Linked DNA regions of Mus musculus: region 1 is linked to region 2. Evidence: chromatin contacts called from public ChIA-PET data. All regions are on one chromosome and are shown on one strand. Each heading gives the region's core, a stretch centred on a gene start, on an enhancer-like site or on the middle of the called end of the contact. The rest is flanking DNA. Distances are from core to core; before and after follow the strand shown. Region 1 holds the start of Ptpn4 (protein tyrosine phosphatase, non-receptor type 4). Region 2 overlaps Ptpn4 (protein tyrosine phosphatase, non-receptor type 4).

Region 1 (3,811 bases), core at 1,082-3,581, 120 kb before region 2:
GCCTTAGGTAATAGCAGTGATCAAATCACGGACTATCAGCAATACCCACACAGGGCTGAGGATTGTGTAGTAAGACGAACATTGTGAAAAGCACTAAAGGGATGTTTAAACCTAGAGCCATCTGTGTTGCAGAAGGAAGAAATCATTACTTGGTGCTTGACTCTGGCGAATTCTCTTTGAACTTTTGTTCAAGGACGAATGAATGCTGACCCAGGTGAGATAAGAAGCATTTTAGCAATGCCACAAACAAAGGATTTCAAAACGGAGAGCTGGAGGAAAGAATACAGACTTAGGGAAGAACGAGTGAGCACCGCCTGGAGCTGTCCTGTCTCACTTGGGTTCTGAGACAGGGTATCATGGAGCACAGGCTGGCCTGAGACTTTCTGTGTAGTTAAGGATGTTCTTGAACTCTTAATCCTCCTGCCTCAGCCTCCTATGTGGTCAAGTGTCCATCACCAGCTGGACAAGAAAGAGTAGGAGCAGAATGAGAATGAGAAGAAATTAATTTAAATTATTGTCTTCCACAGTTTTGAACAGATTTTCCTTATCGGTAAAATCATTTTGTCAACATGGAGAAAAGCAGCTTTGTAGCATGTGGGTGTTGGGCACTGAGGACCTTGTACATATACTGGGCAAGTGCTCTCTCCTGAGGCCTTTGAACAAACCAACTATTTATATATCTATCTATTTATCTATTTTGGTTTTTCAAGACAAGGCTTCTCTGTCTAGCCTTGGCTGTCCTGGAACTTGCTCTGTATATCAAGTTGGCCTGGAACTCACAGAAATCCACCTTCCCCTGCCTCCCAAATGGCAGAATTAAAGGCATTCATCACTACCACCAGGAAAAACATTTTTTATAAATAAGGTCTCTAGTGACAGAGATTGAGATTAAGATCTAACAAGAACCCTGGCCACAGAAAAGGGCACCCCCCCCACCCCCAAGTGGGTAAAAACGTCAAGGACTTTTGAGGTGGGTCAAAGGATAAAGGAAAGGAATTGGCTGCCAAGTCTGGCTCAATCCTTGCGACCCACATAGGATTACCAACTCTCAAACCTTGTCCTCTGATAGACAGACAGACACACAGACAGATGGACACACATATTTTAGGTGTATACAAAATAAAGAAATGTAAAACAAACAAACAAACAAACAAAAACGAAAAACAAGCAAAGAGGAAATGTGAGGGTCCTCCCAACTTACCCTTCCTTCATTTGATCCTAGTTGAGGTCACCTATTCTATAGGAATGTTCTATCATCATCAAGTTTGTATTACCCAGAAAATATTAAGGGTATACCCTCCTCAAGGTCATGGCATGATAATACCAACCCTCATTCTTAAAATGATTGAACGACTTTGATTTAAAAAGCAGTGTTCCTTGCACACAGAAAGCACCTATCCTTTGTTTTATCCATGAAACGTCTTTTGCTTAGGCTTTGTTTTCAAGGGCCTTATGTTTAGGAGAACTGATTGAAAACTGCACTTCAAAGCCTATACCCTCTATTAGCACTTAGTTGGGACAACCTGATGCCAGGAGGTCGAGTTTCCCCACTCTGTGCTATTGCCCCTCTTTTGTGTCCCTAGAGTCCGTCAGTAAGTACATCTTAGAAGAGGGAGGAGGGGCAGAACTGACAGTCAAGGAACCAATCGCTGCCTGGCGATGGGGTGTGGACACAGAGCCACGCCCTCCCCTCCCAACCCGCTAAATCCCGTCTCTCTCGCACCTGTGAGTACCAGTGCTTCTAGGCAGGCGCCCGCGCTCCGAAACCGGGTAGGAGGCGGGAAGGAGGCGGAGCAGAGGGCGTGGCTTCACCTCTCGCGAGACCGCCTCCTGTTGCCGAGGCCGCCGTTCCGGGGCTCTGACTGGTCGGGGGCTGCGCAGCCGCCATGTTCGGTTGCTATGCTGCGGCCTCGGAGACGGGGTGTGCTTGAGAGAGGAGGAGGAGACGGAGGAGGCGGTGGAGGCGAGGGAGGAGGAGGAAGGAGAGGAGGAGGAGAAGGAGGAGGAGGGTGACCGAGGCTCTCCTTTGCACTCTCACACAGAGCCGCCTCCCTGGAGTCACCCGCCGCTTCACGCCGCGCGCGCTTCCCTGCTCCGCGGACGCGACATTGTTCTTTTAAGACTCCCGGGAGCTGTCAGAAATCGGGGCTCCGGGACTTGAAAGAGACTTGACTTCGGCCCGCAGCTTGCGGGGACCGCGGCACTTTCGGGGCGCGTGTGAAGGGATTAGCTCATCTCGCCGCGAGGTGCGAGCGCGCGCCTCCCCGCGCACGCCAGCCCCGCCGCAGCCCCGCAGGATGACGGGGTGCAGGCGGCCCGCGGCCGTGGCGCGGCCGCTGTGGCGGCGGCTGTTCTCGGGACGCTGAGGGCGAGCACCTCGACGCGGACCACGCGCTTCTTTCACCCGGCCGCGAGCCCGGGGCCTCCTGCCTTTTTGTATTTGGATTCCCCCCCCCCCCCCCCTTTCTCCAGCCGGGAGGACGCGGCTGTGATAACGAAGGTAAGAGAGGCGCTTGGGGCGGTCCTTCGCTCGGCCTGTTTGGGCCCCCTTTGCAGGTCGTGGGCGCGCACCTGAAGCTCGCCGAGCCGGGCGGCCAGACTACCCGATCGACTTCCCTTTTCTTAGTGGGTCGGAGCACTCGAATCTTCCTGGGGTTTATAGTTGAAATCTGCTAGGGATGAGTGCACGGGAGAAGGGGTGGAATAGATGCGGAGATGAAATGTTCCTAAACTCAAGGTAAGGCTGGAGAATCTTCAGTATTTCATTTGTGGGATTCTTTTTTCTAATTGTTAATGTTAGGTTAATTGACTCATATAAGCATCTTTATTTTTTTTCCGCACGCGGTAGGAACACACGCTATCTTCCATTGAACTTGAAAGTCTCTTGTGACTTGCTAGTATTATACTTGCTTTTAGGAATCAGTAGTTGGGCCCAAAAAGTTGAGATGTAGAACATCTGAACTTAGATTTTTCATGCTGCTTTGGAATCGTCCCTACCTTCATGATGTTTAGATTCAGCGTGAGTATGTAGTCAAGAACAGATCGGTGTTTGTGGGGTTTTGTAAAATGTTAAGCACAGTCATTTGTGGCTTTCTGGCTTTACATTTTTGTTTCGGTGTCAATGTTTGTTTTATAGTTACTTACAGGAAAAATGGAGCGTATGATTATCCTTTGTGGACAGGAACTGTGCTTACCAAAGCGTAGACACCTCAATTGTCCCAGGACGATTTCTGGAAATCAGTTCAATCAGAGATTCAAGAAAAGCTAGATGTGTGTGTGTGTGTGTGTGTGTGTGTGTGTGTGTGTGTGTGTGTGTAGGTAGTTAAATGCATGTATGGATGCATTTGCTGGGGTTTCTAAAGTAATGGAACAATTTACAGTTTCAATGATAATCCATATCGATGTTTCCCTGAAACTTATGTCAGAGACTTTATGTTTGGCTTTGCATCACAGAGTGACATCAGTGTGGACAAGGACTACGTAGGGGGTTTTAAAAACTGCCTGTTCCAGGAGGACTAGTCATACCTAACTTTTGGAATAAGCAATTCAAGAAATACTGAGTGTGTGACCAGATCTTGGGTCCAGATGAAATAACACAGTTATTTGGTCACATTTAAAAGATGGCTGTGGAGGAAAAACAAGAAAAGCTAATGTATCTGACTTGTAAAGTCAGACTAGAAGACTGGAAGGGCAAATATGGCAGCCTTTTGAGAACCCTGGGTTTGTGAACAAACATAAGTGTGTCAAAGGGGAAAACTTGTTTTCCAAAACGGGAGGGATGACCTTAAACAATTATTCAGAGTACCTAGTA
Region 2 (3,937 bases), core at 189-2,688:
CATTTATATAGCTACTAAATCATGCTATTAAATGATAGCCGCTTTTGAATTGCCTTTTAAAAAGTGTACTTACCTTTATTTCATTAGAGTTTGGGAGGGCCAGTTTGTTTTCTAGAGACAAAAATGATACAATTTGGGAAAAAGTTAAGGATAGAGAATGGGTTAGCAAAGTATGGGTTTGATACTTATAACTAATTAGGAGATAATTACAGTAATCCAAGCAAAACTAATAAAGACCTCTACCATACATTGATGTAGAATAGGGAACAAATTTGAGGGACCTAACATCGACTGCTGATGTTAGATGGCTAGAGGGACAATGAAACAAGTGTTTGTTCCCGGTGGAAATTACTTCGAGAGCAAAAAGCCTTGAAGAGTTGTATGTCTGGCATCTACTGTTGCTAGAATTTTGGAAGCATTTATAAAGATAACAGGAAAATTTTACTTGGTCAAAAATTCAAAGGTCTTTTCAACTTTGTATTTCTAGAAGAAATAGTTTAGTGTTTGTCGTTGCTTTTTCTCATTTTCTTCCTCCCAACATGAAAATTATTCCCTGTTTCTACCAATTAGTGATAGATCATTATATTCTAAAATCCCGACAGTTTCAAGTGACTTGAAGAATATGTCATCCGCAACAGCCCCTTACAAACTTATTGGCATTTATTCAGGGTTTTTCCCTTCATAGACTCAGGTGTGTGTGTGTGTGTGTGTGTGTGTGTGTGTGTGTGTGTATCTGTCTGTCTGCCTGGTAACTATCATGGACATCACTGTTCCAATTAGAAAGTGGTATAGACCTGAAAAACAAAGGGGTTTAGTAAATGTCACTCAAATGTTTTCTGTACAACTGACCATAAGATAACTTTACTCCTAGTGGCATAATTGTTCTAATTTAGAAAGAACCTGTTCTGGTTTTTTGTACTGTCTCTTACTTGCAGCACTCTCTATTTTTGAAAATCAAAGCATTGTCTTATTTTAATGATTTTTGTACATACTAGATTTTGTTATGCCTGATCTTCATTGTTTTGTCATTCACTATTAATATTCTAGGAAGGTTGTCAGGGACTGTCTTTTTTTTTTTTTTTTTTTTTTTGGTGTGTGTGGGTCAGGAGGATAGATATGTTTCTTTTTTAAGGTGCTAGGTTCCCAAACCTTGCACATGCTAGCCAAGTGTTCTACTTTGGTACTGTATGCTCAAGTCTTGGTGCGAAGTTTTAATAGTGCTGGGCTGTCTTAATGATTGTTTTGTCTCTGGAAATCTATGCTTTCCTGGGATTGTTTAAGTTTATTTAGCTCGCTTGTTTGTTTTTTTTGTTGTTGTTATTGTTGGTTTAGTTTGGTTTTTCGAGATAGGGTTTCTCTGTGTAGCCTGACTGTCCTGGAACCCGCTTTGTAGACCAGACTAGCCTTTTACTCAGGGATCTGCCTGGCTCTGCCTCCTGAGTGCAGAGATAATTGTGAGCACCACCATTGCCTGGATCCTTGGATTGTTTTTATAAGACTCTTTTACCTTATAATTAGCTACTAAATTCTCTAATGGTTTTAGCAAGAATTAGGTCATTTTGGTTAAGAATTCCAGATTTATTTTCTCTCTTAGAATTTTAAATGGCAGTATAAATAGGAAGACGAAAAAGGCCTTTAAACTTTATATGAAAAATTTTACCAATAACTACCTTATTTTCCCTTTTATATCTAATTTTTGAATTGCTTTCACACTTTTTCAGTTATCATATAATAATATCTGAGGAAGAGATGAGAGCAAATTTTTCTTCAACAGAAAAATAAGGTGCCACGGTCAGAAAATAAACTCACCACATTGCTAACAGTGTGGTATTTTTTTCTCTGAAATTTCCGCTCAGAACAGGAAATATAGACAGTAAGCTTGAGTGGGTGGGTCTCTGAGGTTAGAGCTGTTAATAAATTAAGATGCCTGAAATTTAGTTAGCTCAAGACATTTCCAAACATGTTTAGTTCATTACCAAGATTGAAGTGTTCATACAGTTTGTACTAGGTAAGTATGCTGGATTTTCAATTTTTCAGATGATTTTTTTTCTCTCAGTAATTAATCTTAGCTCTTATCACTTACATTTGATCTAATATATGAGGGAAGAATAGTTTGTGAATAGTAAGGATTAACACTAGTAAAAGAACTATAGGTGGTAAATTATGGTAAGCTTGAGATTTTATGTTTTAAATTGAAAAGACTATATAATATATTTTCATATATGACTAATTGAATTTATGTGTTCTCCACTGTGAGAGCTTAAATCTAATAGTGTGCAGATTCAAGTCCTAAACTAAAACTCACAGTGATAGGAAGAGGTCTTTGAACTTAAATTACTTTGAAACATTTGGAAAATGAAATTTGTGTCTGTCCTTTTTGTTTGCTTGTTGGTTACAAGTAGCATCATGTCTCTTTTAGAAGATGCACATTGATTTTAGAGTTCAAAGAGATTAGCCTAACCTGTGAGAGGATTTGGCTGTCAAACCCTGAAATGATAGGATAATTGTATGATTTTGATTTATAATTATTCATAATTTAACAAACTTTTAAAATTTTTATTTATTTATTTTCCTGCATATATGTCTGCATGAGGTTACTGGATCCCCTGGAATAGGAGTTGCAGACAGTTGTGAGCTGCCATGTGAATACTGGGAATTGAACCAGGATCCTCTGATAGAAGAGCTATTAGGCCATCTGGGTTTTTTCTTTTTTCTTTTTTTTTTTTCTTTCTATTTATTTACTTTTTATTAGATATTTTCTTTATATACATTTCAAATGCTATCCTGAAAGTTCCCTATACCCTCCCTCTGCCCTGCTCCCCTACCCACCCACTCCTGCTTCTTCGCCCTGGCATTCCCCTTTATTGGGGCATATAAAGTCTGCAATACCAAGGAGCCTCTCTTCCCAGTGATGACCGACTAGGCCATCTTCTGCTACATATGCAGCTAGAGATACAAGCTCTGGGGGTACTGTTTAGTTCATATTGTTATTCCACCTATAGGGTTGCAGACCCCTTCAGCTCCTTGGGTGCTTTCTCTAGCTTCTCCATTGGGGGCCTTGTGTTCCATCTTATAGATGACTGAACATCCACTTCTATATTTGCCAGGCACTGGCATAGCCTCATATGAGACAGCTATAACAGGGTCCCTTCAGCAAAATCTTTCTGGCATTGTGCAATAGTGTCTGGGTTTGGTGGCTGATTATAGGATGGATCCCCGGGTAGGGTAGTCTCTGGATAGTCCATCCTTTCATCTTAGCTCCAAACTTTGTCTCTGTAACTCCTTTCATGGGTATTTTGTTCTCTATTCTAAGGAGGAATGAACTATCCACCAATTGGTCTTCCCTCCTCTTGATTTTCTTGTGTTTTGCAAATTGTATCTTGGGTGTTCTATGTTTCTGAGCTAATTTCTACTTATCAGTGAGTGCACATCTAATGCCTTCTTTGAGATTGGGTTACCTCCCTAAGGATGATATCCTCCAGGTATATCCATTTGTCCAAGAATTTCATAAATCCATTGTTTTTAATTGCTGAGCAGTATTCCATTGTGTAAATGTAGCACATTTTCTGTATCCATTCTTCTGTTGAGGGACATCTGGGTTCTTTCCAGCTTCTGGCTATTATAAATATGACTGCTGTGAGCATAATGGAGCATGTGTCCTTATTACCAGTTGGAACTTCTTCTGGGTATATGCCCAGGAGAGGTATTGCGGGATCCTCCGGTAGTACTATGTCCAATTTTCTGAGGAACCTCCAGACTGACTTCCAGAGTGGTTGTACAAGCTTGCAAGCCCACCAACAGTGGAGGAGTGTTCCTCTTTCTCCACATCCTCGCCAGCATCTGCTGTCAGCTGAATTTTTGATCTTAGCCTTTCTGACTGGTGTGAGGTGGAATCTCAGCATTGTTTTGATTTGCATTTCCCTGATGATTAAGGATG

The links. ChIA-PET counts read pairs in DNA pulled down with a chosen protein or histone mark.
Region 1: an RNA polymerase II ChIA-PET map of memory CD8 T cells shows a contact between it and region 2, with 7 read pairs. The contact joins the promoter of Ptpn4 here to the enhancer-like site in region 2. A contact is called at or near these places in 3 of 39 promoter capture datasets (3T3-L1-derived adipocytes and the C10 cell line), 4 of 115 datasets of contacts at active chromatin or transcription factors (the SCID.adh cell line, effector CD8 T cells, embryonic stem cells and 1 more) and 2 of 9 other capture datasets (adipose tissue and pancreatic islet).

Annotation. Positions count from the first base shown.
Region 1 is chr1:119,835,591-119,839,401 of GRCm38.p6, reverse strand. It overlaps Ptpn4 (protein tyrosine phosphatase, non-receptor type 4), which reads left to right and starts at 2,331. Exons shown (of 27, transcript NM_019933.2): 1 at 2,331-2,500.
Region 2 is chr1:119,711,147-119,715,083 of GRCm38.p6, reverse strand. All of the region lies in intron 13 of Ptpn4 (protein tyrosine phosphatase, non-receptor type 4), which reads left to right. Among named protein-coding and RNA genes, the nearest start is that of Epb41l5, 64 kb to the right of the region's middle. Within about 2 kb of position 1,438, at least 11 of the 459 cell types and tissues checked have an H3K27ac peak or open chromatin away from gene starts, as enhancers often do. A contact at or near this core is called in effector CD8 T cells and memory CD8 T cells, where this site is marked.